Regions from separate parts of the Mus musculus genome. Here all the other regions are linked to region 1. The links are chromatin contacts, called in public HiCAR-type, HiChIP or PLAC-seq and promoter capture Hi-C maps. All regions are on one chromosome and are shown on one strand. Each heading gives the region's core, a stretch centred on a gene start, on an enhancer-like site or on the middle of the called end of the contact. The rest is flanking DNA. Distances are from core to core; before and after follow the strand shown. Region 1 holds the start of Mypop (Myb-related transcription factor, partner of profilin). Region 2 holds the start of Dhx34 (DEAH (Asp-Glu-Ala-His) box polypeptide 34). Region 3 holds the start of Ccdc9 (coiled-coil domain containing 9). Region 4 holds the start of Bbc3 (BCL2 binding component 3). Region 5 holds the start of Arhgap35 (Rho GTPase activating protein 35). Region 6 holds the start of Slc1a5 (solute carrier family 1 (neutral amino acid transporter), member 5). Region 7 holds the start of Prkd2 (protein kinase D2).

Region 1 (3,952 bases), core at 1,033-3,532:
GACAATAATGTGGCTAACACTCAGACTGGACTCTGCCTCTAGGCGCTGCCTTGCACAGAACTCTCCCCACACCCCAGCTCTCTCTCCATTTACTTTCAGGCCTGGAACAAACCCTTGAGCCCCAGGCACACTGGCCCAGTGACCTAGCATTATTAACCTGCCCTTTCTCCATTGGTTTGCGGCAGGGTCTCCAAAAGACTGACACTGGTACTTAGTGCATACAGCCCAAGGTAGGCCCTGGGCTCCCAGATTCTCCTACCTCAGACCTCCACAGTAGCTGGGAAGAAAGACCAATCCCACCCACCTACTGAAATCGCCAATTCCAGCTGAGCCAGGCATCCCAGGACCGGTTCCACGTCTACGACTCTGATGGTCACCAAGTGGCTGTAGAACCACCAGAGACAATCCACTTCCTTTTCTGTTTTCTACATTATTATTTTTGGAAGGCAGGTTCTCACAGAGCTCAGATTTGCCTCTAACACACTATGCACCTAAGGATAACGCAGGTGTTGAGACTCCAAATCATGTGCTACCACATGGGTCTATGCAGTCAAAATCTGACCCTGGAACCCCTGAAAGCTGGGAAGTACTCAACCACCAGGACATCCCCAGCCCGCCCTTCCTCACCCTTTTAAGCCAAGCCTCCTGTAGCACAGGCTAGCCTTGAACTCCCGTTTCTTCTGCCTTCAACTCCCAAGCAGGAGAATTACAGGCCTGTTGGCACCACATCTAAGTCTTTCCTTTCTCTGACCTTAAAGCCCCAGCTCCATAATGGGCCTGACAGCACTGACCTCCTACTTTTTAGCAAAAATGTGGTAAACACGCCTGACCGATCTGGGCGTGAACAACGCACTGTAGGCTTCAGGAGTGCTGGTAGTTGTTAAAGAAACTGGCTTTGGGACTCACCTGCCCGTCGATCCTGCCTGCGGTCCTCTGACAACACATACCGTTGTGTACTAGCGGTCGAAGCCTGCGGCTGTGAAGAGGCGGCTGCCCGGGACTCCTCAGCCCCAGAGCCAGCCCCCGGCCCCGCCACACCCGGTCCCAGGATGGCGAAAATAGTCTCCTCCTCCGCAGAGAAGGCGTCCTCAGCGGCGGGCCCCGCGCCCTGCGTGGAATGCGGCACGCGGGCCAGCTTCTCCTTGGTGCGGCGCTTGAAGTCGTTCCAACGCTTCTGAACCTCCTGGCCCGTGCGTTTCCAGCTGGTGATGCCGTTGATTTTGGTGGCGATGCTGTCCCACACTCGCCGCCGCTCGGCCACGCTCACCCGACGGCTCTGCGCGCCGTAGAGCTGAGGGTAGTGGGCGCGCACCTCTCGGATCAGGATCTGGTTCTCCTCGAAGGAGAAGCGCGGCTTGCGGAGTCGGGTGGTCTCCTCCGCTTCGCCCGGCGCCGCCGCCGCGGTCGCCGAGGCCATGGCGCCCCCAGACGCCACCGATCGGCTGCCTGGCGCATGGGGGGCGCCGGCTCTGCGGGCAAAGGGCGAACAGCGCTGGCGGTGGCTCGGTGTCCCCGTGTCGCCCCGACACGGGCTCCTCTGGTCCCCTGTGCAAAAGTGGTGATGGGAGCGGCGAGGTGCTGAATGCAATCAAAGGTGCTTCCTCGTAGGTGACACCCGCCCAGTGCCCATCTTGTGCTTCACGCGGCCGCTAGTGCCTCGCGGAGGAGTTGATGGGTACTGGGGGGACGGACGGTCTGGAAGGATGGAGGGAAATGAGCAAAAGTGGAAGGGAAAAGGGTGCCACAGCAGGAGTTAGAGGAGAACGGGGGCGCAGTAGAACAGGACAGGGCAAGAGTAACGGGGATGCCCAGGGGGTCGAACATGCATGATGCTGGGAAGTGATGCCAACTGGGCAATGCAGCAGACGGGGCATCCAGATCAGAGAGGAGCGCTGGGGGTTCCCAGGGTAGTGGGTGTCAGTTCTAGGGTCCCTGAGAGAGGATGTCCAAGAATAAAGATGAAATGGAACCTTCTAGTTAAGACGGCAAAATATTAAAGCTGAGGGTCTGCAGGGATTATGGGGGTGCTGGGATTGCTGGGGAAAGAAGGGGAGTTGTGGAGATAACGGGGGTCCGAGATAAGAGGGGGGACCCCCGAGGCTTTTTTTGGACTCCAGGAAGAGTGATGGAGCACAGAGGATGGGGACCCCAGTTGGGCCGCGGGTCACTCACCGTGCCGCCGCAGCCCCTGCCTGCCGGTGGGTCAGGGCTTCGGCTTCTGCGGCCTCTTCCCTCCCCCCCTACTTCTCCCTCCCCCTCTGGGCCCCGCCCCCAGTAGCATTGAGAGCCAAGACGCATGCGCGCCGGGCGAACGCGGTCTCCAGATACCCTGACAGAGCTGCGTTCTCTGAGCCGTGTCTCCCAGCACTGCGCAAGCGCAGAACTTCCCGTCGCCTTGCTTTACCAGAAGGACACAGCTGCGCAGCCGCACATTTAGCGCTGAAGTAGGTTCCCTGGGCTCTGGTGCTCAATTGCGCATGTGCAAACCTACAGCGCGCATGCGTGTCACTGGCACCTTGCCTGCGATGGTACCCAGGACTAAATCCCAGTGCGGGCGCAGTAGAGAGAGAGATGCTGAAGAGAGCGCTAGGACCAAGCGGAGTTTCTTCCCTTTGAGTAGTCCTTTAGCCTACTAAGCAAAGTCTTATTTTGAGAAAGGGGAGAAGAGCTTCATTTCCATGACAACTGCGTGGGTGGGGGCTGGGGGCGTTAGGAAACCTTGCCCACGCCCAATCCCTCCTCTGCGCAGGACCACTCGGAAACTACCTCCTACGGACTGAGGCGGGGCACCTGGAAATATTCCCCGCCCATGCAGAGGCGGTAACCATAGCAACCCAGCAACCTCCCAATGGTGCCTGGGAGGCCCCCTGTCCACAATTTGACGTCATGGCTCGGAGAGGGAGTTCAAAGGCAGGAATTTCTTGAAGGGTGGGGATGGCGATCCTAGAAAAGCGCAGAGCAGGAGTGATTCGAGAGCACCACTTGAATGAACTGGATGGCCGGATGGCAGGGTGAAAATTTTCAGTGCCCGCAGTTTCAAGGTCATTGGGTAAACGGCGCTTCGTTCATCTTTCCGACAGTTACACATAAGCTCTCACATATCCATATAAAAGGCAAATTGTGTTCACTACCAAAAAATTGTTTCTGAGGGCATCTTACTAAGTATCCCAAGCTGGCATTGAACATGCAGCAGTATCTCTGCAGTCACCAGCGAGGCTAGAAAAAAGACAGGATATGTGCGGACATTACACATAAGGAAAAGATGACATTTGTATTAAGACCCGAAGCAGAGAGGGAGGGCTGGAGCTCAGCAGTTACCATCTCTCCCGGGAACACCAGAGTTAGGATCTCTGTATCCAAAGGCGGGGGCTCATAACCATCCTTAGCTCCAGCACTGTTGCCCTCTGCTGGCACCAGGCATGGACATGGTGGACAAACATACAAGCAGGCAAAACACTCATATACATAAAAGGGAGAAAATTTCTTTTTCTTTTTTTTTTCTTTTTGGTGTGGGTGTGTGTGGTTGGTTCCTTTTTGTTTTTGAGATACGGGGTTTTTTGTTTGTTTGTTTTTGTAACCTTGATTGTCCTGGAACTAGCGCTGTGGTGGAGGATGACCCCGAAATCACTGAGATCGGCCTGCCTCAAGAGTTTGGGGACTTATTAAAGGCCAGCCACACTACCACCGGCCTAAGATTGGGTTTTAATTATGTATATGCATGTGGGTGCTGGTGCCGTGGTTGAGAGGATCTTGCAGCTGGGTCCACCTGCTTCTGACTCTGGAGTTCTGGGATTAAAGGGGTGCTGCTACTCCCCGATGCTGGCTTATACTTTTTTTTCCCCTAACCGTTTTGTGATAGGGAGCCCAAAGTTTAAAATCTATCAAAACTCAGACCTAGTAGTTCCTAGTCTCACAAGATGGAAGGGAACCCATGGGTGACCAGAACTATAGA
Region 2 (3,952 bases), core at 662-3,161, 2.8 Mb after region 1:
TTCCTCCCCTCCGTCTTCCGTGTTCCTTGTTTGCCTAGCTTAGATGAGGCCTAGGGACCAATCCTTTGCACCAACTAAAATAGCTGGTGTTGATACAAACGTGGGAGACCAGAACTCAGACGGTGGAGACAGGAGGGCCAGGAGTTCAAGCCCATCCTCAGTTACATAAGAAGGCTAGCCTAGGCTACATGAGGCCCGGTCTCAAAAAAAAAAAGGTGCATAAACTTTCTTTTTACTGCTTGCTGTGAATATAAGTCCCTTGGTAAATCATTGATTTAGATTATATGCTTCCAAATGTCTTTTTTTTCTTTAAATGTTTGTTTGTTTATTATATGTAAGTACACTGTAGCTGTCCTCAGACACTCCAGAAGAGGGCATCAGATCTCATTACGGATGGTTGTGAGCCACCATGTGGTTGCTGGGATTTGAACTCCTGACCTTCGGACGAACAGTCGGGTGCTCTTACCCACTGAGCCATCTCACCAGCCCCCAAATGTCTTCTTTACCCTTAGTATTGTACTACCTGGGGAGGGGTACATTCTTAAGGTCTGGGGTTCTTTCTCTGCACAGAGGAGACTTTGGTGAACAAAACAGAAGAGTTCTCCACTTTTACGGAGCACACATCTTACTGGAGGACACAGAGATAGTCACAAAAGTAAGATTAAATAGGACGGGGTGAAGAACATTCCAGCGCTCAGGAGGCGGTGGTGGAAGGATGAGTAGTTGGAGCCTGGGCAAAGGAGAAAGTTCTTGTCTGAAATACATGAATAAGCAAAGAAATAAAATATTGAGCAATAATGCCCGCTCTGTGGAGGGAGCTGCTTTTAGAAGCAAGGTCAGAGATGACAGCTTCAGTGCACTAATATCTGAATGGGGGGAAAAAGTGAGCTGCACAGAGAAACCAGAAGAGGAAACAGAGAACTCAAAACCTGGCTACAACCCAGCCTGGCCTATATATTTTTATATATGCTTTTCAGCGACTTTTTTTTTTTTTTGCAACAAGTTTTCTTAGGTTATCGATGGGGAAACTGAGGCTCAGTTCCCCAGTGATTGGCACATCGAGGAGTACTGTGTAGTTTTCTCTGGAGTCTTTTCTCACCCATTTAGTCATTAATTTAACATGTGTGGCTCTAGAGAGGGCTTTAAGGGGACACAAGACTGATCAGCACAGAGCTGGTCCCTGGCTTAAGGCTGCTGGGGTTACATCTGATTATTTATTAGTGAGTTATAGTGATAGAGTGACCACATGACTGTCTTATTAATTTAATTAGGTTTTTGAGATGGTCTAGATATGTAGTCCTGGATGACCTGAACTCACTATGTAGTCCAGGCTGGCCTTGAACTTACCGAGATCCACCTCCCTTTGCCTCCCAAGTGCTGGAATTTAAGGCGTGCACTAGTTCGCCCAGTCACGGGACTGTTTTAATAGTGTTTGAGCTCCCTTGCTGACCCTAAACTTTTTGTTTGTTTGTTTGTTTGTTTTTTTGAGAGAGGGTTTCTCTGTGTAGCTCTGGCTGTCCTGGAACTCACTCTGTAGACCAGGCTGGCCTCGAACTCAGAAATCCGCCTGCCTCTGCCTCCCAAGTGCTGGGATTAGAGGCGTGCGTTGTTTTGTTTTTTGGACCCGAAACTTTTGACTTTCTAGTAATTCTGGGTTTACAGGGCTGTGGAGAGGACACGGCTAGGGACTGGCACTTACCTATAACCCCTCCTCTGGCCTCTAGAGGGCGTCAAATCACCCAAAACACTGCCTGAAGCCAGGTGCCCAAGAGCGCTTTGTGCGATGGGCATTGGCCCGCCCGCTACTCCCTATTGGGCTTCATTGTACGGAGAGGCCAGGTCGCGCTTTCGCGATCTGCGCATGCGCAGTCTGGAGAGTGGCGGGAGCGTGCGCAGGCGCAGACCATTTAGGACCGGAAGTTGAGGCGTCCGTGCTATTTCGGAGGTAAGGGGCGGGGCGTGTGTGCGGGGTGTCTGCGTGGCTTTGGTCCCTGGTGCAGGATTTGTGTGGGGCTATAGTTCCGAGCGAGCAGGGGAGTCAAGAGAACCCCAATTTTAATGAAGGAATGTGCCAGGACCCAGAGAGCTCTGGCGGTGCGCGATTCTTAGAAGCTGGAGGACCAAGAGGCCCGGAACTGAAACCACAGAGGGAACAAGTTTCTGAGAAAGGGAGAGAAAAGGGGACCAGGGTGATGGGGTGCCTGCAAGAGAGGCTCACAAGGGCGCCAGGAAGAGATTGGCAAGAAAGCCTGGATGGTGGTGAGACCCACAGTTATGAAAAGATGGAGTTTGAAACAGAACCTTGAAAGTTGGAGGTGATAGTAGAGTCGTGCTGAAAAATGGCGAAAGGAAGAAATGCACCCCAGATTTGCGTTCCTCGCACTGCTTATTTAGCTTAGCAAAATAGAGTGGAAATAGTCTTAATGTTGTGAGAAAGTGAACATATATGTATACATATGTGATTGAGACTACACAGAAATACCGGAGTGGTAGCTGTAAAGAAAGGCACCATTGGTAGATAAAAGTATTGACTGGAGAACTGTAAACAAATAGAGGGCCGGGAGCTAGGTGCTGGATCTGAGCACAGGAGGCTGAAGCAGGAGGATTGTGAGTTAAAGGCCAACCCAGTCTACATAGGATGACTCTTGTCTCCAAAAATAAATAAATTTGAGGAAAAGTTGAAACAAGATGGAGAAAGTGGAGAAATTCAAATGGAGGTCTGAGGAAGAGAGGGAGGGAGGGAGAGAGAGAGAGAGAGAGAGGAGAGAGAGGGGAGAGAGGGAGAAATAGAGAAATAGAAAGAGAGGTATTGGGAAGATGGCCCGGTAAGCCATACTTGGACATAATGGTGCTTACTTGCAGTCCCAGCACTTATGTGGTGGAGACTGGATGGTGAGTGAGTTCAAGGTCATGCTTATCTGTGTGGAGAGTTCAAGGTTAGGCTAAACTACCTGAGACCCCAAACCAAATGAAGGAGTAAAATGCCCGAGGGAACAGACCCATTGGCAGCCATGGGTGCTGATGTTGGGCCTAGTGTGAGTCAGGGTTTTTGTTGCCTAGAAGGAGCTTTCTCCTCCTTACTGTCCCAGTCTTTTTCTGAGGATCACTGGCTCCATCTTCTAGCAGCTTTCCAAGGCCTGGTCCTCATTCCCTTCTAGAATAGAGTTCTCTCAGTCCTGTCATCACCGAGCTTCAGTCTTTACTCAGAAGTGTTGTACTCTGCAGTGTCTGCTATGTTTGTGGGACTCACAAGGTCTTCCTCCCTGGACACTCAAAGGTAGCTCTAACAACTCCCAAGAGGGGACCAAGTCCCTCCCACCCCTGTGACTGCATAAAGCCAACCTCTGGGCTCTTTCATGATGACCCTTGAGAGAATGAAGGCTGAGTTGGGTTTGCTAATGCCATCGAGAGAGAATTCCTGGCCTTTTGTGTTATTTTCCCCCCTGGTTGGATGCTCTGTGCCTTTGCTGTTTTCCATGTGTTGGAATCTCTTCTTGTGGAGAGAAAGCATTAAACCTGAGTAATAGTGGCCGTTTGGCCTCTTTGACAGTGTTTTTGATATTTGATGATACTGCTCCCATTTTATAGATGAAGAAAACCACTTCAGATAAACTTGTTTGCTTGTGGTAACTGATCAGATTCAAACCTGATGACCTGCTTGTCTCCAGGTCCTTTACCAAGGGAGTGTGTGGGCCTCTTAAAATCATAATCAGCCCCCACATATTAAATTTTATTTATTTGTGTGTGTGTGTAAGGCAGGAAAACTTGAGAGAGTCAGCTCTTTCTTCCCATATGGGTTCCAAGACTCAAACTCTGTTTACCAAGCTTGGTGGCAAATGCCCTTAGTCACTGAGCCATCTCATTGTCCTGATAAATCCTTTTAGGAAAGAAGAATGAAGGGCTGGAGAGATGGCTCAGCGGTTAAGAGCATGGGCTACTCTCCCAAAGGATC
Region 3 (3,952 bases), core at 457-2,956, 2.7 Mb after region 1:
CAAGTTGGGAGTAAAGGGTTTATTTGGTTGGTTTTCATATCAAAATCCATCATTGGAGAAAGTCAGGATAGGAACTTAATCAGAGTAGGAACCCAGTGTGTTTGCTCTCCAGACAAACACCAAAAAGCTACAACCTGGGGGCAGCAGTTAATGCAGAGGTCATGAAGGAGTGGTACTTACTGGTTTGCTTCCCAACAGCTGTCTCAGCCTGCTTTCCTATAGAACCCAGGACCATCAGTTCAGAGATCAGGCACCACTCACAATGGGCTAGGCCCTCCCCCATCAATCACTAATTATGAAAATGCCCTACAGCTGGATCAATCCCCAGCAACCACATGGTGACTTACATGGCAGCATTTTCACAACTGAGGCTCCTACCTCTCTGATGACTCTAACTTGTGTTAAGGACAACAAACCAAGCCAGTACAGATATTTTTTTTTTAAAAAAGTAATAATTAAAGTGCCAGCACATTGCTCAACAGGTAGAAGAGGTTGTGCACCTGACAGTCCAGGGGTCAAACTGAGGTCATAATTGGCCCAGTGTCTTTACTCTCTCAGCCATGTCACCCTGCTTTTTCTCTCCCTCCCTCCCTCCCTCCCTCCCTCTCTCTCTCTCTCTCTCTCTCTCTCTCTCTCTCTATCTATCTATCTATCATGCTGTTTTTGACCCCGAGGCAATCCTCCTGCCTCAGTCTCCCAAGTGCTGTAATTAGAGGCATGACACCCAGCTTTGTATAGTTGATTTTTTAATATGAATTTATTGTACTTTTATTGTTTTGCCAGTTGATAAAATAGACATATCTGATAAGTTATTTTTAATTATTATAAATACAAAAAAAGGCATGCTTTAAATAACTTGGAAGATTCTACTAGCTCCTTTTTGTTGCTTCTTCAAATCAGAAAGAACATTGCTTTTGTAGTGGACGTATTTTGCCACGACGCCCAGCTTTGTAGTTGACTTTTTTCCTTTTTTTTTTTTTTTTTTTTTTCAAGACAGGGTTTCTCTGTGTAGTCCTGGCTGTCCTGGAACTCACTCTGTAGACCAGGCTGGCCTCGAACTCAGAAATCCGCCTGCCTCTGCCTCCCAAGTGCTGGGATCAAAGGCTTGTGCCACCACGCCTGGATAATGTTGATTTAAAAAAAAAAAAAATATATATATATATATATATTTTAAAGACTTCATGTGAGTGCACTGTCACTGTCTTCAGACAGACCAGAAGAGGGAATTGGATTCCATTACAGATCGTTGTGAGTCACCATGTGGTTGCTGGGGATTGAACTCTGGAGGAGCAGACAGTGTTCTTAACTACTGAGCAATCTCTCCAGCCCCTATATAGTTGATTAAATTTTTTTTTCTATTTTTATGAATTGGTTACAGTTTCTATAATTAAGGTTTCATTTGCAAGAAGAGGTAATGAAACCAGTTTAGGTTTTCTGGGGTCCCTGTAAAATGTCTGATTTCTACTTAGTAAAATCGGAAATCAGTAAGCCAAAAAAGGAGCCCAGAGATTTAGGGCTACATGTCTGTGGGTTCAAGTCCCACCTCGTGCCCCCAGTCCAATCCCTGAAATCAGAAAGAAGAAACAGGCTTCTGCTACCTTCTGCAGAGCCTGAGCGGGTGCGGACCCTTTAAGGCACCCGGAAATGGGATGTCAAGACCGGAAGTGCCCTACTTATTTCCTCTCTTCACGTGGTGCGGGCCGGAAGTGACGAGTGAGGCCCGGGAGCTGTGGACGCGAAGGCGGACGAAGCCGGAGTCGCAGACACCGCGGGGTCTCCGGGACAGGTGACCGGGGGAGGGGGCCGGGAGCGCGCCCGGAGAGGGCGGGGCCTGGTCGCCCACGTGAGGGGAGCGTGAACGCGCGCGGACTGGGAGGCGAGCCGCCGGCGGGGGCGGGGTCAGGGTACTCTGCGGGGGGCGGGAACCCGACGCCCACATGTGTCGCTTGAGGGGTGCTGAGGTTGGGCGGTGAACACGTGGGCAGAGCCAGACGCGCGGGTGCTGGCAGGCCCGAAGCCCTGGCGGCTGCCAGAGTGGGGCGGGGCTTGCAACGCTGTGTCGGTCTGGGGGCGGGGCCAGAGTTTTGCCTGGAGGACTAGGGGCCCGGCTCGGGACGTTGGGCGGAGACGCTGGGGGCGGGATCAAAGAGTGTAGGATGGGGATAAGAGGCGGAGTCTGGGCGTTAGCACGGTGGAAACTGGGGGCGGGGCTAAAGTGTTGGGGCGTGTAAGGGGTGGAGTTTGGTCGGTAGGCGGGTGAACCTGGGGGAGTGGTCAAAAATGGTGGGCGGAGTAAGATGGGGGCGGGGCTAGAGTATTGCTTGGGGCCTTACAAGTTAGTCTTTGCTGTAGGGAGTGCCACAGGGCGTGGTCATGAGGGCCAGGGGTGGAGCTAAGGGGGGGTGGATGTGTTTGGGGCGGGGCCAAAGTTTGGAGGGGAGTGGGGAAAGGGGCAGGGTTTGGGCTTTGAGTGAAGAGGTGATGACTGAGTTGCGGTGTTGTGCTGGGTTTGGTCAAGATGCTGGGGGTGTAGCCGGAATGTTGTCCTCAGTGTTTTAGGTATTGATTGCTGCACTAGGGCGTGGTTACATTATTTATTGCATGGGACTAGTGTTTGGGGCGGAGACTTCCTGGGCTAGGCAGGAAAGTTTTTTGGTTCTGGTGCTGGGTCCTGATTCTTGCCCAGAAGCTAGGGGAGGGTCCAGGGGCTGGCTGAGACTGGGTGGAGGTGGAGCTACGATGTCAGGGATTTTGCGGGTGGGGCTAGGGTGCTGGTGGAGAATGGCGAATGGCGGGGATAGAGTTAGGAAGTTTTTACTGAGCTGGGGAGCGGGGCCAAACACAGGCAGGGAAGTAGGGAACTCAGAGGCGGGGTCAGAATGTTTCCCAGTCTGTTGGGGGGCGGGCCAGTTAAATTGGAGGTGGCGCCAGAGTGTGAATTTTTGGTGGGCGGGGCCAGAAGTCTGGAGGGAAAGGAGGGGCTTGAAGTTTCACCCTAGGTAGGGGTGGGACCACAGACGTTTTTGCAGGTCAGGGATGCGGTTGCTGCTGGCAGTTTTCTCTTGTAAGCCTCTGTAGAAGTTCTGTCATCTGCCTTGAGTATCACTATGAAGGTCAAGTCTGGTCCAGGAAGGCCCCTGCGGTGGATCCTGGGCCTGCTTGCTGAATCTTTTCCGCCTTGGTAGGATGAGTGCCTTTTTAGGATGCTGGGGGCTGGGGAGTCATGGACTAAAGTCCGTGTTGGGCAGACAGAGTTGGAACCGTTTTTCATTATGATTTTTGTTTGTTTGTTTTGTTTTTCGAGCCTTGGCTGTCCTGGAACTCACTCTGTAGACCAGGCTGGCCTCAAACTCAGAAATCCGCCTGCCTCTTGTCTCCCAAGTGCTGGGATTAAAGGCGTGCGCCACCACTGTCCGGCTTTCATTATGATTTATTTATTTTGTGCATGTGTGCGGGATCACATGGAGGTCGGAGGACAACTGGTGGGAATCATTTCTCTCCTCCTTTGTGGGTCCTGGGGATTGAACTCAGGTCTCCAGGCTTGCAGCAAGCACCTTTACTCCAGGAGATCCCTCTGGCCCTCTAGAAGTAACTTTTGCAGGTTGGAAGGAAAGATTGTAGCTGACCTATTGAGATCCAGATCCTGGCTAAAATTGTCATAGGAAATGGAGCCTGGACTGACGCCTTTGGAGGAATTAGTATGAGTTACAGGGGTGGGTCAGAATTTTCCCAAGGTGGGTCTGACTAATTGCATGGGTGGATCTAGAACTGAAGGGCGGGGTTTGTGTTTAGAGAGGCGAGGCTAGTACTTGAGAATTCCCTTGATGAAGTACAAGTGCATTTTCCTGTGAGTCTGTGTTTTTGGAACCCTCAATAAAGGAGAAGAGACAGCATTTCAGAATGCTGTTGATCTTAACATACTGTTCTCTCTGCTTGCAGGAGCTTCCAGTGC
Region 4 (3,952 bases), core at 542-3,041, 2.7 Mb after region 1:
GTGTGCGGGGCAGCCACATCGGGAGGCACCAGCCGCAGCTGGTAGAAGCCATAGGTCCAGCCTCTACTCTCAGCCCCAATACACCACAGCCAACTGTCAGCCCCAGAAAACACACACACACACACACACACACACACACACAGAGCCCAGCAGCACACACACCTAATGCAGAGACAGAAAACACTGGCCTCACGTGACTGCTATAAACACTACAGAGAGAGAGCACCACATGACACATAGCCTGGATCACAGAGACAAACCCCTCAGACCCAAAACTCACTCTCACCCCCCCCTCTCTCTTTCTCACACACACACACACACACACACACACACACACACACACTGCATGCAGAGAGAGGGGCTGGCACTGAACCCGCTAGATCCCCCCCACCCCCAAAGCCCTTCATGCTCAGCGTGCCTTGTGTGCCTTTTGCTGCTCAGAAGTCACCCAGCGAGCGATCAGGCACTGGGTGGCATCCCATCCCAAAAGCTGGGTACAGCAGATGCTTGTCTTGGAGACACCCAGAGACAGCACGCGCGCGCGCGCATACACACACACACACACACACACACACACACACACACACACACGCAGCGCACACTTGGGCGAGACCCCTGCACAGCAACACAGCTCACTCAAGCGACACACAAACACAGCTCAAGTGCCCCGGTCGTCCGCACCACCACCACCAACACTACCAGGCAAGCGACAGATACAGATCCCCTTTTCACCCCTTAAGAGCACACGTATACAACTCTGGTTTGGGGGGTGGCCACCCACACCCGTAAACGGACAGGTGCACCCCACCCCGCAGACACGCGGGCAAGGACTCACGCAGACACCCCTCCGGGTGACAAACGCCAACATCTCGGTGTAGGGATACAAACTCGGGAGCCAAACACGAGCACACACACCCAGGCGAGACACCTGCAGATCCACAGCCCCGCACGCGCGGTCCCCGCCGCCCCTCCGCTGTCACAGCCCCCCCCCTCGACGCCGCCACGTGCGCCCGCCCCGCCCGCCCAGCGCGCGCGGGGCCAATAACCGGCTGTTGCTGGGGCGCAGCCCCCGCCCGCGGGAGCCACAGCCTCCGCCGCCCCCTGTCGCCGCCCCCGGCGGGCGCGCGCTCTGGGTGTGGCCGATCCTCGGTGCCACCCCCCACCCCAACCCTCCCGCAGTGGGACTCGGGGGACTCGAGCGAGCCCGGGGCCACGCTCCTCCCAGGTCTCACTAGCCACCAGGGGGCGCGGGCGAGCCCGAACCCCATTGTTTGTAAACAAACCCGCCAGACCGCTGTGGCACCTGTGCGCCCAGACAGGGCGCCCTGAGTCCCAGGTGCTTCCTTCCCGCCCGCCTGGCCCAGCCTTAGTCCCAGTGATGAAAGCTGGGGCACAAGCTGCGGGAATGCAAGGCGACCGTCCTATCGGCCCGTGCACCCCGTCACCTCCTCCAGGGAGCCCTCCGGGCCTTGCCGCTCGTAAGCAGCTTCGGGAATCGGGGTGCTCACTCACCCCGGGGGCATGAACACTCCGGAGAAAGGAGGCGATGGGGTGGCGGGCGGTTGCCTTCTGGAGGGCTCGCCCGCCGAGTGGGTTGCTATTGAGGCACCTTGCTGCTGCTCCTGCTGCTCTAACTGCAGTGACTGCTGCTGCTTCTGGAGTCTTCGTGTCCGGATCACCGCTGCTGCTGCTTGCTTGCTGGTGTCGCCGCCGCCTCCTGGGCTCCCCGCTCGCATGTGGCTCTATGCCGCGTCTCAGGCCTCCCGGCAGATCCCCGGGCCCCGCTCGCTCGGCGGCCGCCCCGCCCCGCCTCTCGCTGGCTCCCACGCCCCGCCCCCGCGTGACGCCAGGGCCCCGCCCGCGGCTGGGGACAAGTCGGGGCTTGCAGTCGGGCGCCGCGCCCCCTACCTCGGCGCGGGGGGTTTCCCGGCAGCCAGAGGGGCGGGGCGAGGCCTGGTCCAGGCAGGAGGAGCAGCGTGGGGACAGCCCAGACCTAGGGTGTCCGGACACACGCTTGACACACTGACACACTGACTGGGACCCACACCCACACCTGAGGAGTACGCTCAGACTAACGGACTGGCACGCCAGGGTGCACTGAGTCAGTGATGACTGAGCCACAGGGACACAAAGTCAGACCAGAGGCACAGATACACATCAGGACAAGGGCCTGGACACACGAGCTCACACAGACCCAGACATCCAGATTATCTTACTTACTGGCTCACTGGGTCACACACAGACAGTGACAACCCAAAACGTAGTTGCACAAACAATATTCAAACAGTCTCCGACGCACAAACCCGTGTCCCCAGATGCCTAGGGCATTCACACTACACTAAAGGCTGACCCCTTCTCAGAACAACTTCCTGGCAGGTTCAGAGGGACACACACTCCAATCCAAATAGCACTCTCAGGCTGACACCCGCAATAGCTGAAGCACAGCCACTAGACTGCACTGGCTGACCCTACAAAACATGCCAGTCACATACAGAAGAAACTGAGCCCAGACCTGTGCTCACAAAGTCACTCCTGAGACAGGTTCCTGCTAAATGGCTTGATGGCGGGTTACACTCGTGAACTTAAACACCTGGCCCGCCTGGCGTAATACCCATCTGGCACTGGACAAATGGGGAAGAGGCAGCCCTGTGCTCCTGGCACAGACATGCCCGGGCAGCCCCCTGCACCCTATTTCATCCTGTCTGTTGTTTCTGTTTCCTTTCCCTTTTCTAAAAGTCATTTATTTCCCTTCCCTTTTGAAACAGTGACCCTTCCTCCTCCCAAGCCGTAGACATCTCTCACGGCACTTGACAGACTCTCTGTCTCACCCAAACTGTCACCAAACTTACTGAGTATATTACTTACCTATGGGTGCCCAGCACTGGGCCCGCTGTGAAAGGGTGTCACACAGCCATGTGAGATAAGACACTTGTTAAAGAAATAAACATAGTCACTTACACCTGTCTTCCCAGCACTTCCAGAGGATAAAGCAGGAATGTGGTTGCAAGGTTGGAGTCTGTCTGAGTTACATAGTGAGTTCCAGGCCCCCCCCTTTTTTTTTTTTTCTTTTTTGGTTTTTCAAGACAGGGTTTCTCTGTGTAGCCCTGGATGTCCTGGAACTCAGTTTGTAGACCAGGCTGGCCTCAAACTCAGAAATCTACCTGCCTTTGCCTCCCAAGTGCTGGGATTAAAGGCATGCACCACCACTGTCCAGCTTGTTTGTTTGTTTGTTTGTTTGTTTGTTTGTTTGAGACAGGGTTTCTGTGTGTAGCCCTGGCTGTCCTGGAACTCACTTTGTAGACCAGGCTGGCCTCGAACTCAGAAATCCTCCTGCCTCTGCCTCCCGAGTGCTGGGATTAAAGGCGTGCGCCACCATGCCCGGCTCTCCAAGCCCATTTTTGAGCACAGCAAGTGATCTTTTTCAAAAAACGAAGCAAGTGGGGGGGGGGGGGAGAACTCAGTGATTAAGAGTGCTTACAGCTCTTCCCAAGGAAGGACCTGTGTTCTGTTCCCAGTACCTACATCTTGTGCCTGGATATGTAACCCTAGCTCCAGGGAATCTGATGCTCCTGGCCTCCTGAGAGACCTGCGTCCGTGTCCACACACTCACGTACACACACACACACACACACACACACACACACATACTCACACACAATTAAATTTAAAATAACCCACAACTGGACAATCTGCAGACAGTGAGAGACCTTGGAGCATTCAGCTGTAAACTGGATGTTTTCATCCAACTCCTTTCCTCGGGGTTCAGGGACCCACGCAGAAGAGGAAGTGGAAAGATCACCAGAGGTGGCAGATGACTCCAAGAAAAGTGTGCTCCGGCTGGGCATGGTGGTGCACGCCTTTAATCCCAGCACTCAGGAGGCAGAGGCAGATGGATTTCTGAGTTCGAGGCCAGCCTGGTCTACAAAGCGAGTTCCAGGACAGCCAGGGGTAT
Region 5 (3,952 bases), core at 863-3,362, 2.4 Mb after region 1:
ATAATGATAAACTGTCTGGTTGAGTTATTTTTGCTTTGTTCTTGTGTTCTTTTGTGCAACTCCAACATCATTCTTTTCCAACACTCAGGAAGCAGAGGCAGACACAGTCACACATTCAATTCCAATCTAAGCTACATAGTAAATTCCAGGGCAGCCAGGATAGCTAGTGAGAAAAATGTTAATGGAAATTATCTTTAGCCAGGCATGGTGGCAAATGCCTTTAATCCCAACACTTGGAAGGGAGAGGCAGATCTCTCTGAGTTCAAGCCCAGCCTGGCCTACAAAGCAAGTTCCAGGACAGCCAGGGCTACACAGAGAAACCCTGTCTCAAAAAACAGAAAACAAAATTAACTTTAGTTTACTCCAGACACTCTGTGCTTAGGATGGAACCGAATGCCTTGTGTATTTATGCAAGCATTCTACCAATGACTTCTGTCCTCAGCCCCAAGTAATGATCTTTATAGATGGGAGAGGAACCCACTTTTAACTGTTGATCTCTTCAGCCCACACCACAAGAACCTGCCCTCCTAACAAACTTTAATGAGAGGCTTCATTTGTTGGGGTGTTTTAAAATTTGAGCACATGTAAACTTTTTTTTCAGAATATGAAAATTCATTACTGTGTTTCCACTGTAAAATTTTATGATATTGATTTTTCCTTCTTGCCTTTGTAGAGAGCCAAAAGAGACATACATACTGGCTGCCTTAACCACCTTAAAGCAGACTCCAGGAATATCACCCACAGCATGACCTTTTTGACTTCATGAAGTTCTGGCTGCTGGATTTGGTCGAGCCCATGTAATTTTATTTAGCAATGCTTACTGCGTACTCAATACGTGTAGGTCACTCCTTTACACCCCACCCTCATTTAGAGACACAGTAGTTCCCTCTTAACTCCCCTGTTGCTTTCTGATGTTTCAGTTACCGGTGGCTAGGAGGGTCACATCCACATTTCTCTTATTACAGCGTAATATATATTCATCGTTTTTCTATTGTTGTGGGTAATCCTCTGCTAAGAGTAATCCATCAGCTATTATAGATATTAATGTATAAGGGAGATCGCCCATATTTTACTGGGTTCTAGTAGTTCGAGGATTCCCACCATGAATCGTGGCCATAGGGCCTATTATACCTCATTCGATTCTCCAAGCGACCCTTTGGAGTTCAGTATTGTTATCCCACTTTACAGATGAAAAGCCTGGAAAGAAGTGCAAGGCTGGATCGGAAACACGTGCTTCCTTCAGGCATTCCACACTCTGTGAGGCGCCGGGAAAGCCTGTCTTTCACAATCCATCCTTCCGGAGGGCTCCCAGAGGAATACAGAGTTAGAGGGGAGCCCTCTTACATCACCATTCCCCCTGCAAGCACCCAAAGTGACATGTGGTTTGCTGTCATTTGCCCGATGCTGACTTGGGAGACTAGGGCTGCAATGCAGGGCCTGTCCTTCCTCTGCCCGAGACCAAGCACTGGGAGAAATCACCAGTAACTTGTATCAACGCGCCTGGCCCACAGGTTTTTCTTCAGCGCCCGGGAAAGAGCACGTGCCCCCTGTCCCCGCCCACTCTTTTGGGCTGGCCAACGGCGAGCCTGGGTTGGGCTGTGAAGGACCACGCCCCCTTCCCTCGCCCAATTGGTTCACTCGCTGGGTACGCTCCCTCCTTCACAGCCCCGCCTCGCCACCCCACGTTACGTCTGTCCCCCCAACCCCCTCCGTTATCCCGAAGCTGCGGCTCCAGGAGGCGAACCCACCTCCCTCTGCCTTCCATTGGTTAGTGAGGTCCCGCGCGAGCGGGATGGAGCCCTAAGTCCCCGCCCTCACGAGCCGGGCCAAGCCTCTCAGAGATGGCTTTCTCTTGGAGCCGGCGCGGTGTGGGGAGGGGCGGCGGGTACTGCAGCCTGGAACGCGCGACGCCGTGCGCGCCCCCCTTGCGGGCTCCTCCCTCCCTTCGGTGGCTTCGCAGGCTGCAGCCGTCTCTGCGCACGCGCACTCAGCCCACCCCGCGCCCTCCTGTGCCAGTTCGCGGGTGTCCGTCCTCGCGCTGTGTAAATCTGGCGCCGCAGCCGCTGAGGTAGCGGCGTTTTCCTCAGGCGCGCACGCGCACTCGCGCCCTCGGTGTCCGCGCGTGCCTGTCCTCCCGGCCTACGGTCCTCGCGGTGCGCTCGGCCCACAGGGCCGTTATCCACTTCCCAACCCCAGCCCCAGCATCTCTCGCCCCTCAGAAACGCACGCGCACTTGCGAGAGGGTCTCCAGTACGCGCACGGCCGCGGCGGCCGCAGGAAGGAGGCGACAACGCCGCTGCCGCCGCCGCCGCCGCCGCCGCCATTGCGCGGGAGGGAGGGAACGAGCGAGCGAGCGAGGCTGGTCCGCCCTCCCCCTGGTTCCCGCCCCTCCCCCCTTCCCCTCCCCGCCCCCCGCCCCGAGGGAGAGCCGCGGCGCGGCGGGAGGAGGAGGTGGAGGAGGCGGAGGAGGGAGCCCGCGAGGGAGGGTCCGCCCGGCCCCCCGCCGCCGGAGCCGCCACCGCCGCCTCAGCCGCCTCAGGAACGAGTCGCTAGGGGAACATGGCGCCGGGCCCGCCGTCGCTGCGGCTGGGATCGCGGAGGCCGGGGCCGCGCTGAGTGCGCCCCCGAGACTGGTAAGTGTCTCGTAGCTGGCGGAGGGGAATGTGGGGACGGGCGAGGCGCCGGGCGCCGCCCCGCTGCGGGATCCAAGGGTGGGGGGAAAGGCGGGGACCGCGGGGCCCGGAGCCCGCGAACAATGGAGGAGCCGGAGGGGGAGGGGTGGGAGCGCCCCCCCCAGCGCCCCGCGGTCCCCGCGTCCCGGCCGCTGCATGCCCGGGCCCGGCCCGCGCGGCCCGCCTTGCCCTTCCTATTCGCTAGTGTCCCCGCAGCCCTGCAATCCCGGCGTCTGCCTCCACACACGCCCCACCAAACCCGGTGAAGGATCTCGGTGTCTCTCAGCCTCCACTCGAGATACCCGACTCCCAATTCTGAGCCGTCTTCTTTCCCACTTCCTCCCCCACCCCGACCCCCAGTCATACCTACTTCGCCACCTCCTGGAGTCGGCTGTGCTCCTGGGACAGTCTACCTCCTCATTGACCCCTCAGTATCCCCTCTGACGCTCACTTTGAATATCCGTGGCCCTTCTACCTTACCTGTTTTCTGCTAGCATCACTTTTGGGAGGAAATCCCCATTCTCCTTCTTTGGCCTATTTACTGTTATTATCCCTGCGGTAGAACATCTTGCATCCCCAGGAGCTGTCCCTTTAGGACCTGCGGTTCCACCTCCGTGGAGATCCGTATTGGTCTGTTGATACAGGCACTGCTCTACTGCCCTCCCGGTCTTGGCTTTGGACATAATTCCTCCTTGTATTTGGGCCCAACTGCCCCATATTTTGCCGGGTCGCAACACTGAACCTTCTGCACCTCCTAGGATGTCCCTAAGCTCCTTCTCCTACGGTTCTCAGATTCTGATGCGCCTTGCTCGCTTCCTTCCCTTCTCAGTGCTTGCTCCCATTTTGCCATTCAGACCCTGTCCTCTTTTCCAGACCCTTCTGCCTGCCAACTCTGCCCCTGTGCAGGCGCTCTGATCTTGCATGCACTCCCCTGTGGTGCCTGGCTTTTTGCCCTCTTCTTTTTACCCCCTTTTCTGTCCCTTAGGGTGTCTCATTTTTGCCATTTCCTTTAGCAGACCTCTGCCCTAACCCTGACTACTCAGTTGTACTCTCTCTGCACCTCTATTCTCGTTGAGTTTCCTCTCTTTCCCACCTTTATTTCAATGCCCCTCTGCTCTGCTTCATTCATTTGCTCTCTCTCCCCACAAACCCATCACCAGTAAGTTCATCTACACCTAGGACTTGCTGCCTATGTCTTCCTTGCTCCTGGTGTTTCTCTGCACTTTAGATGACTCTGACCCTGATCCTTCACACGCTGCCCATTCTGCCCTTTTCTTCTA
Region 6 (3,952 bases), core at 725-3,224, 2.2 Mb after region 1:
GAAATGAGATGGTAGGGCAGGGAGGGCGAAGGCACCGGAAGTCTGACTGCCTGGCCCAGGTGAACCAAGTAGGGTTAGAGGGAACAAGAAGCTGTGTTCCGGGGACATTCGAGCACACTCCTATCGCTGGGAATCAGGCAGCCTCTCACATCACCATTGGGCCTCCACCGGCTCATAGGAGTGAAAAGGTCACAGACCCTGGGTCCAAATCCTTATCCAGGAGCCTCATCTCTGCCCCTCTGCCACAAAAGAATCCCTCCAGAAGTTTGCACAACGTTCTTGTTTGTTTGTTTTTGTGGTTCTTCATAACTTTCATGGGGGGGGGGTGGCTCTTCTTAGGGCAGTCCTTGTATCTTTTATAACACTTCCCTTGCAAGCCAAGGAAGGAGGCCGAGGCAAGAGAGCAGCCTGAGATACTTGTAGCAGACTTGTTTTCAGTAAGCTAAATGATGCTCCTTCATCCCAGCCACTAGGGTGATGGAGGTAGGGCGCTAAGGAGAGTTCAAGGACAGGCTTGGCTGTACGAGACCCTGTACTGTCTCCAAAAAGCGTAACAAGACTAAGAAGGCTTATTATTTTTCCTTCCTCTAAAAGCCCTCCATGTTTAGGCCCGCCCCCAAATTTGGAGAACTTCCGTAAAAGTTCACCCTTCCAAGATGTTAGCGGTCCTGTCACCGTTACCTTATTTTCCTAGATTCTAGAAGGCATGACTCAATCTGGAGGACTCAACCTTGGTGACTAGTGGCGGCACACACGGGTAATCCCTGTACTCAGAGGGGGTAAAGCAGAAAGATTGCACGCTTGCACTGGCCCCTAACCACCCCACTGCCTGGCGGGAACGTACCTCACGAGATCTAGAAAGGAATCCAGCACCTCTTTGGTTGGTGCACTGCGGGCACAGGGGTCTACAACAGAGTCGTTGATGGAGGTGATGGCGGTAACGGCGGCGCCCGGCTTCAGCGCCAGGGCCAAACCCACGCCGAGCGCCGACGCGAGCAGTGTGGTGACCAGGAAAAAGAGCAGCGCCCAGGCGCCCACACGACCGAGCGCGCTAGGGTCCAAGCTGGCTGCACCTCCGATCAGGCTGCACACCACGAGCGGCAGGATGATCATCTTCAGCAGACGCAGCAGCAGCTCTCCCGGGAAGGCGAAAGCGGTCAAGCGCGCGGGACCCAGCGCGTCAGCACCGCCCGCCGCCGAGACCCCCAGCCCCAGCCCCACGCCAGCCACCACCGCAGCCACCGTGAGCAGCACCAGCAGGTTGGCGCGAATGCAGCGGCGCACCCGGTCACGGGAACCGCAGCAACCACCTGCTTTCGCACTCTGGTCCTCTCTGGATCCCAGCGCGGGGCCACCGTTCGCGGTGGAATCCACCGCTACTACCCCTTTGGGGTCAGCCTTAGGGGGATCCACTGCCATGCTGAGCCGTAACAGGGAGGTTCCTTGTGAGCCTGGAGACTAGGTGTGACGTCCTTAGGACCGAGAATGGAGGCTGAAACTTTGCAGCGGTCCTTGAAGTTATGCGTCCACCGGATCTCGGAAACTGGAGGGTCCTAGGCTCCCTGAGCTGTATGCGGAGATCCCTTTATTTTTCCTGGTGATGTCGAATCCCCGAAAACTGGGAGTTGAGAGCGCCTTGTTGGAGTAGGGAACAGCTCTTCAGAGGGTTCTTTGACTCCCTGAAGGAGTAAGGAAACTCAGGTAGCTGAGGTCTTCAGGAAGCTCAACCCAAGTGGCATAGATCCGGGATGCCTTGCTCCGGGAGACCGAGATCCCAGGATTAGGACGCCTGGCTCTCGGACTCTTGGGTACTGGAGCCCTAGAAGGAGTGGACCGAGCGTTTCGGGCTCTGGAGAGAAAAATCAAATTTCCAGATGCAAATAGGAAGCAGCCCGGGGGATATGGAAAGTGGCGCCAAGGAGAAACCTCCCAGGCCGCGCCGCGTGTCTCTGAGGCTGCTAGACGGAAGCGACCAGGATTAAAGGCGGAGGGGCGTGACTTGAAAAAGCGGAGGGCGGGACTTGAAAAGGCGGAGGCCGTCCCGCAAGCGCTGATTGGTTATGGAACATTCGGCGCCAGGTGGCGAGCGAGGGGCGGAGCCAAGATCACAGTGGGCAACCTAGGGTGAATAACAATGCATAGCCAGGGGCGGGGCCGGGGCAAGGGCATCGAGCCAGAAAGGGTGCAAAGCCTCCAAAAGGGGCGGGGCGTTGGGAAACTATCCAACCCACACCCACCCACACGCACCTCACCACTGGTCAAAAGAATCTAATTGTGGATCATATCTGATATTCCACAGAAGGACCCCTAGAAAGGGCAGACAGATGAGTGGCACACACCTTTAATCCCTGCTCTCAGGAGGCAGAGGCAGGCAGATAGATCTCTGTGAGTTCAAGATCAGCCTTGGTTGGTCTACAGAGCGAGTTCTAGGGCTGCCAGGGCTACATAAAGAAAAAGAAACCCAGTCTGTAGAAACAAATTGGGGAAAGGGAGGGAGGAGGGGCCAGTAGGCCCCAACATTGAATGTGGGGGATTTGAACTCAGGCCCTCATGCTTGAGCTGCAACCCAGTCTCTTTCCTCAGATAGTCACAGATTGGGTCCTCCCCACAGGAGCATGGCACATGCAACACACACAAATAAACAAATATATAAATAAATGTAGCAAAAAATATTTAAATGGCCAGTTCACCACAAACATTCTTAGTTTAGACACTGTTACCCATCAACTGTAAGAATAACAGACTTAGAGAGGAGGAGGAGGAGGAGGAGGAAGAGGAGGAGGAAAGAGGTCTGCTGAATCCAGAATCTTTGGGACATGTAGGGTGGGGAAAATGAGGCTGAAGTTTGTGGATCAGGATTGGCTAGGAGCGTTCTGCCCCACTGCCTGCCCCTAGTAAGAGAAATACTCAAACTGGTTCCAGCCAGCTCTTTGGCCCAACCTCCTACCCGGATTCCTTGTGATTTCATCAGTGGGAGAAAGGTCTGGGGCTTCCCAAAGGGTGAAGCAGGGTAGTGAGAGGCTGGGCTGAAGGAGGAGGACAGCCAAGAGTCCCTTCCTGAACTCTGTTGACCACTTGAGAAACGCCCTGAAGAATGGCTCTTTTGGAAAGTCTGGAGCTTGCCTGGAGGTGGAGCAAAGGAGGCTACAGGGCTCAGTCTGTTCTACCAGGCGCTCACCCGCAGCTCTCAGGACTGCAATCCCAACTATGGAAGGATTCCAAGGTCATGACCAGCCTGGGCCACAGACATCAGAGTAAAGATGGGAATGAGGGGCTGCTGGGAAAGGCTAGCCTGAGAGAGGGCAGGGAGGGCTTGTTGGAGAAGGAAGCAGGGTTTCTTCGTGTGACTCTGACTATCCTAGAACTTGCTCTGTAGACCAGACTGGCCTTGAACTCCAAAATCCACCTGCCTCTGCCTCCCTGCTGGTATTAAAGGCATGTGCCGCCACCACCACCACCACCACCACCACCACCCGGCTCCATCATAGCTTTTGAAGGATAGTGTTGTTAATTTTTGAATTTACTGGAAAAGAATGTATTATTATCTTTTCTCAAAGAAGGGAGAGAGTGGGGAGAAGGAAGGAAGGGAAGGAAGAAGCAAGGGAGGAGAGAGGCAGGGCAGATCTATTAGAATCCGACATAACACGAATGGCTGAGCAATAAACCTTTGCTTCTGTGTTTTATTTCATTTTATTTTATTTTCATCTTATTATTTTACATGTATGGGTGTTTCACAGGCATCTGTGTCTGTGTGCCATATGTGTCTGATATCCCTAGAGGCTGAAAGAGGGCATTGAATTGGTTAGATCTGTAGTCACAGATGGTTGTGAGCCGCCATGTGGGTGCTGTGAAGTGAAACAGGGTCCTTTGGAAGAGCAGCCAGCTCTCCAGCATCTAAACCCTCCTCTTTGTAACCCAGCAGGCAGTGGGGACCCTTTGTGATTGCTGTGGA
Region 7 (3,952 bases), core at 637-3,136, 2.1 Mb after region 1:
CTCTAGAGAGGAAGGATCTATTTCCAGGAGCCCGAGAAAAGCCTAAGTCTGGATGTTTGGGAATCCCAATGTGCTCCCATTATAAGATTATACATTCTGAGTTCCACCTGTAACTGTCATATTATTCAACCACTCAGGACTCAGAACTTCTCGTATATTCACCACCAGGCACTTGAACTACTGAAAAAGCATGCTCCTCTCTACCTCCTAGGGTTGGGGGATAGACCCGGGGGGGGGGGGTTGCTTGCTAGGCAAGTGCTCTACCAGCTGGGTTGTAAATTTTCCTAGGATTTGGGCATCTAGTCCCACTTGGTTCCTTCTGACCATGATACTCAAGGCGAGGAACCTGGATAGCCAAATCTAAGAGCAGCAGGAGGGGCATTGATTAGGCGGGGAGAGGGGTCTGCAGGGATTTTGGGGGGTGCCAAGGAGATACACAGGAGTGCCTTGCTCCTTCACACCCCATCTCAGGCCTGGGAAAGGATAGGGATTGTACCCCGAGACCTTGCTTGCCCCTGGCAGCTTGTCCACACACCCACTCACACATGTCACCCGATCACCATGGCCAGTATGGCTTCAATTTCTACTGTTTCCAAAGACCGGAGGCCCAGGATGGGCCCATCAGAAGAGCTCTTCCTGATCAGCTGCTCCCACTTGCCCCTTCCTCCCAACTCCACACCTGGTAGGCCCCTCCCTTCCTCCCTGCTCGCTGCAGAAAACAACAAGCAGCGACAGGCAATTTGGGGAGGCCTCTGGGCACCCCACCCCTATCCGGGCCTCTCTGAAACCGGTGGTGGAGTGAGGACACGACTAGGGTGTAGTGCCCCTCCTCGTCTGTCACCTAGGCCCCTCTCTGGCCTCCCAACAATCTCAGGCCACCTCCAAAGCCTCCTCCTTTATCATGAGAGCCCCCTATGCCCTCACCTTCTGGTCCACGATAGAACAGGCTAGTTGCTTCACATGAGCCAACTCTGAGGCAGCCGGCAACAGCACGAACTCTCGGGTCAATCCGATCTGGATATGGAAGGAGACCCCCGAACCCGGAGCCGGGATCTGAGGCAGCAGAGGTGGCGGCGACTGGAGATCCAAGCCACCGGGGGGCGGAGGAGACCCGGGCCCCGGAGAGCCGGGGAGTCCTGCGGGATGGGAGGGGGCGGCGGCCATGGGGGCCAGATCCAGATCTGCCGCCCAAAGCTCACCAAGGACCCTGGGACCTAGATCCGAGAGCTCTCTTGCGGTGGTGGTAAGAACGCAGGCATTTGAGAGAGAAATCTGTCAGGTTGAGAGACGCGAGGATGGCGGGATCCTGGGCAATGAGAGAAAAGGCATCTAGTGGGTCACACGCCGGGAGTCAAGAGAGCAGAGTTCAGAAAGAAAAACAGTGGTTTGGGGAAGGGTACCCAGAGATTGGAAGGTTGGAAGAAACCAGGAAAGAAAGTCGGGTAGGGCAGGGTCCCTGGAATCAAAAGACACTGCGATCCAAGGCCCCTGGAGAAAGAAGGCTGAGAGCAAAGCAGAGGGAATGCCAGGATCCGGTGGGTTTGACGGCAGGACCAAAGTCAGGGCAGGCCTGAAGATGCTCTGCCTTGGGGGTAGAAAACGGGAGTCTGACCAGGGATCTAGTGGATCGTAGGAACCCGACTGGCTCGGGGATGAGGAGGGGTTGCCAGGGCCAGGGCTGAAAGAAGAGACTCTCACAGGTCGTGAAAGTCGGAGGAAAGTTGGATCAGGGGCGGCGGAGGAGGGAGCGTTACCGAAGGCGGGGCGGGTCGGGGACAAGGGAGGGTCGCACAGCGCGGGTAGCTCTATTTTTCCCCCTTCAAAGTTTAAGTCGGCAGCGGCGGCCCAGAAGGAAGTCTCAGGAGCGATGGCACAGCTGGCCAATCAAAGCAGGGCACCGTGACATCACAGGGCGGGCCTTACTGGGACGGAAGGGGAAGGCGGGACCCCGCACCAGGGAGTTGGGGGGAATTTGGTGGCTGGGGGTAGGAGGGCGGAAGGGTCAGCGTTTCCTCTGCACAGTCCAGCCTGGAAAGTTGACTTTTCGCCGCAGTTCACCGCGGCACGCGAGAGGGGCAGGCGCTTTGTCATTGAAGGAGTGAGCTGTCAGACTGGCACGCATCCGGCGCCCACCGCAGGGAAAGGGTCGGAAATCGTTGTCAAGTCCGGTGGCTTTACAGTTTCTGCTACTCAACCTGCCCCCAACACACACACACACACACACACACACACACACACACACACACACACACACACACACACACACACAAAAGCGCGCGTCCCCAGCTCAAAAGCCCAGTATATAAGGTGGGAAGTCGAGGAGGCCTTAGGATGCACAAGAGAGCTTAATTTCAGGTTTCTCTCCAGAGAGTTGAGGGTACAAAGCCTGTCCCTCCAACCAAGGTGGCATGACAAAGGACACCACCACTTGATAGACCTCCTGTGAGACCAAGTGCCGACATCTTTCTGGCTGTGTGACTTCTCCACTGTGAGCCTTAGTTTTTCTGTCATGAGGCCGAAATACAGGTGGTGCCTGGACACTGCTAAAGTTGAGTTGATGTGGCTGCCTTTGATTTTGCAGAGGAAAGGGAAGGCACTGAAAACATCCAGGGGTGTCTGGGTGGGTGTGTTAACGGAATCATCCAACATGTGGCTGGTGAGATGGCCAGGTGGGGAAAGGCATTTGAAGCCAAGCTCACTGGCCTGAGTTCAATCCTGTACACTCACATAGTCAAAGGAGAACCAGCTGAGCTACTGTGGGTTGTCCTGACCTCCACCCTTCTCTGAAATAAACAGTAGTGCAATAACAGGAAATCTAAAAAGCTAACATCAACTGAGAGCCTGTGAGTCTGTGTAGTCAACTCTAACTCCATCAAGAGCCGTTCTGACTTTTACTCCAGTAGTCAGGCAGTGGCTACCAATTAGTTTTCACATCCAGGTAGCTGGAGCTTTAAGAGAGCAGCAACTTGTCCACAAGGGCCCCCCCTTACTGGTTCAGCGCTGCTGGGGGCAGCTGAGGTGGGTACAGTGCTGGCTGTCACCACATCCGGGGGCAGAGGCTGGGGAAGGAAGTCTGAGGCTGGAGTGAAAACCCAAACTACCACCTGGGGAAGTTGCAAAGAGGGACAGGGGGAGGCAAGGCCACGTGGAGCTCACAGCCTGGCTAATGAGTGTCCCCTAAAAACCACATGCCTACATGTACCTTCTAGACAGGCATGTCCCCAGCATGTTTGACTGCCTGCTTCTGGGACTCACGGCCCCCTTTACCCCGTGACCCTGGGGCAGGTCTAGAAGGCGGGGGTTGTGGAACATGCTGTGCCTGCTGTTTGGAATGTCAGAGTGGCTCATACCCTGCTCTGTATGATGGGACTCCAGTCCTTCCCCACTGTGGCAATGAAGGCCTAACTCCCACCAGCCGACATTAAACGTGGGTAAGGGGAGGGAACTCTGTACTGCTCTGCACATCCTGCCCTCTGCCTGGGTCTGGTGGGCCTACCTTCCTGCTGTCTGCCAGTCCAAGAGTGGGCATGGGGCAGGAAAGGGGCTTTTGTTCTCAGCCCCTGAGCAGGCAAGGGGTCTTCAACTAAATGTTCACTGCTCCATCCCAGCATCTGCTCCCTAGCTCACTGCGCGGGGGAGCACAAGTTGAGGGACAGGAAGGGGAGGATCATGGAGATGTGGCCATGTGCTTCCATTTCCACCCCCCCCACACATGTCACCTCGTTCCCCATCCCAGTCGACCACAGACCCCCAATCTACCATATATCCCTCTCTCCAGACTCCACTCAACCAAGGCAGAGGGAGTGGCCTTCCCCTACTGTCCACCATCCCCTTGACAGATGGCCTGGAAAACCTATCTTACTCCAAAGGGTTTATTGAGACAATTTTTTTCACATACAAGTTGGGGCAAAAAGGAAGGGGCTTATGAACAGGAACCTGAAAGGGGAACCGA

What was found. Promoter capture Hi-C pulls out the DNA fragments that hold promoters and counts their contacts. HiCAR-type assays count read pairs that join an accessible place to other places. HiChIP or PLAC-seq counts read pairs in DNA pulled down with a chosen protein or histone mark.
Region 2: a HiCAR-type map of astrocytes shows a contact between it and region 1, with 5 times the contacts expected there. The contact joins the promoter of Dhx34 here to the promoter of Mypop in region 1. A contact is called at or near these places in 1 of 39 promoter capture datasets (liver) and 1 of 115 datasets of contacts at active chromatin or transcription factors (astrocytes).
Region 3: a promoter capture Hi-C map of embryonic stem cells shows a contact between it and region 1, with 5 times the contacts expected there. The contact joins the promoter of Ccdc9 here to the promoter of Mypop in region 1. A contact is called at or near these places in 2 of 39 promoter capture datasets (the C10 cell line and embryonic stem cells), 2 of 115 datasets of contacts at active chromatin or transcription factors (astrocytes and extraembryonic endoderm stem cells) and 1 of 9 other capture datasets (adipose tissue).
Region 4: an H3K4me3 HiChIP or PLAC-seq map of embryonic stem cells shows a contact between it and region 1, with 5 read pairs. The contact joins the promoter of Bbc3 here to the promoter of Mypop in region 1. A contact is called at or near these places in 4 of 39 promoter capture datasets (embryonic stem cells, hippocampal neurons and liver), 2 of 484 Hi-C or Micro-C datasets (both in embryonic stem cells), 2 of 115 datasets of contacts at active chromatin or transcription factors (astrocytes and embryonic stem cells) and 2 of 9 other capture datasets (adipose tissue and liver).
Region 5: a promoter capture Hi-C map of embryonic stem cells shows a contact between it and region 1, with 4 times the contacts expected there. The contact joins the promoter of Arhgap35 here to the promoter of Mypop in region 1. A contact is called at or near these places in 1 of 39 promoter capture datasets (embryonic stem cells), 2 of 115 datasets of contacts at active chromatin or transcription factors (astrocytes and embryonic stem cells) and 2 of 9 other capture datasets (adipose tissue and liver).
Region 6: a promoter capture Hi-C map of embryonic stem cells shows a contact between it and region 1, with 5 times the contacts expected there. The contact joins the promoter of Slc1a5 here to the promoter of Mypop in region 1. A contact is called at or near these places in 2 of 39 promoter capture datasets (both in embryonic stem cells), 3 of 115 datasets of contacts at active chromatin or transcription factors (acute myeloid leukemia, astrocytes and embryonic stem cells) and 2 of 9 other capture datasets (embryonic stem cells and liver).
Region 7: a HiCAR-type map of embryonic stem cells shows a contact between it and region 1, with 10 times the contacts expected there. The contact joins the promoter of Prkd2 here to the promoter of Mypop in region 1. A contact is called at or near these places in 2 of 39 promoter capture datasets (liver and stem cell-derived epiblast-like cells), 3 of 115 datasets of contacts at active chromatin or transcription factors (embryonic forebrain, embryonic stem cells and stem cell-derived neural progenitor cells) and 1 of 9 other capture datasets (adipose tissue).

What each region holds. Positions count from the first base shown.
Region 1 is chr7:18,989,575-18,993,526 of GRCm38.p6, reverse strand. Mypop (Myb-related transcription factor, partner of profilin) reads right to left here and starts at 2,282. Exons shown (of 3, transcript NM_145579.3): 1 at 2,173-2,282; 2 at 907-1,695. The coding sequence starts at 1,417.
Region 2 is chr7:16,219,991-16,223,942 of GRCm38.p6, reverse strand. Dhx34 (DEAH (Asp-Glu-Ala-His) box polypeptide 34) reads left to right here and starts at 1,911. Exons shown (of 17, transcript NM_027883.3): 1 at 1,911-1,945.
Region 3 is chr7:16,284,534-16,288,485 of GRCm38.p6, reverse strand. Ccdc9 (coiled-coil domain containing 9) reads left to right here and starts at 1,706. Exons shown (of 14, transcript NM_001382411.1): 1 at 1,706-1,786; 2 at 3,940-3,952.
Region 4 is chr7:16,307,422-16,311,373 of GRCm38.p6, reverse strand. It overlaps Bbc3 (BCL2 binding component 3), which reads right to left and starts at 1,791. Exons shown (of 4, transcript NM_133234.2): 1 at 1,513-1,791.
Region 5 is chr7:16,613,153-16,617,104 of GRCm38.p6, reverse strand. It overlaps Arhgap35 (Rho GTPase activating protein 35), which reads left to right and starts at 2,112. Exons shown (of 7, transcript NM_172739.4): 1 at 2,112-2,633. It overlaps Gm29443 (predicted gene 29443), which reads right to left and starts at 3,281. Exons shown (of 3, transcript NR_136928.1): 1 at 3,153-3,281.
Region 6 is chr7:16,779,368-16,783,319 of GRCm38.p6, reverse strand. Slc1a5 (solute carrier family 1 (neutral amino acid transporter), member 5) reads right to left here and starts at 1,974. Exons shown (of 9, transcript NM_009201.2): 1 at 845-1,974. The coding sequence starts at 1,419.
Region 7 is chr7:16,840,836-16,844,787 of GRCm38.p6, reverse strand. It overlaps Prkd2 (protein kinase D2), which reads right to left and starts at 1,886. Exons shown (of 19, transcript NM_001252458.1): 1 at 1,755-1,886; 2 at 925-1,306. The coding sequence starts at 1,164. It overlaps Strn4 (striatin, calmodulin binding protein 4), which reads right to left. Exons shown (of 18, transcript NM_133789.3): 18 at 3,857-3,952.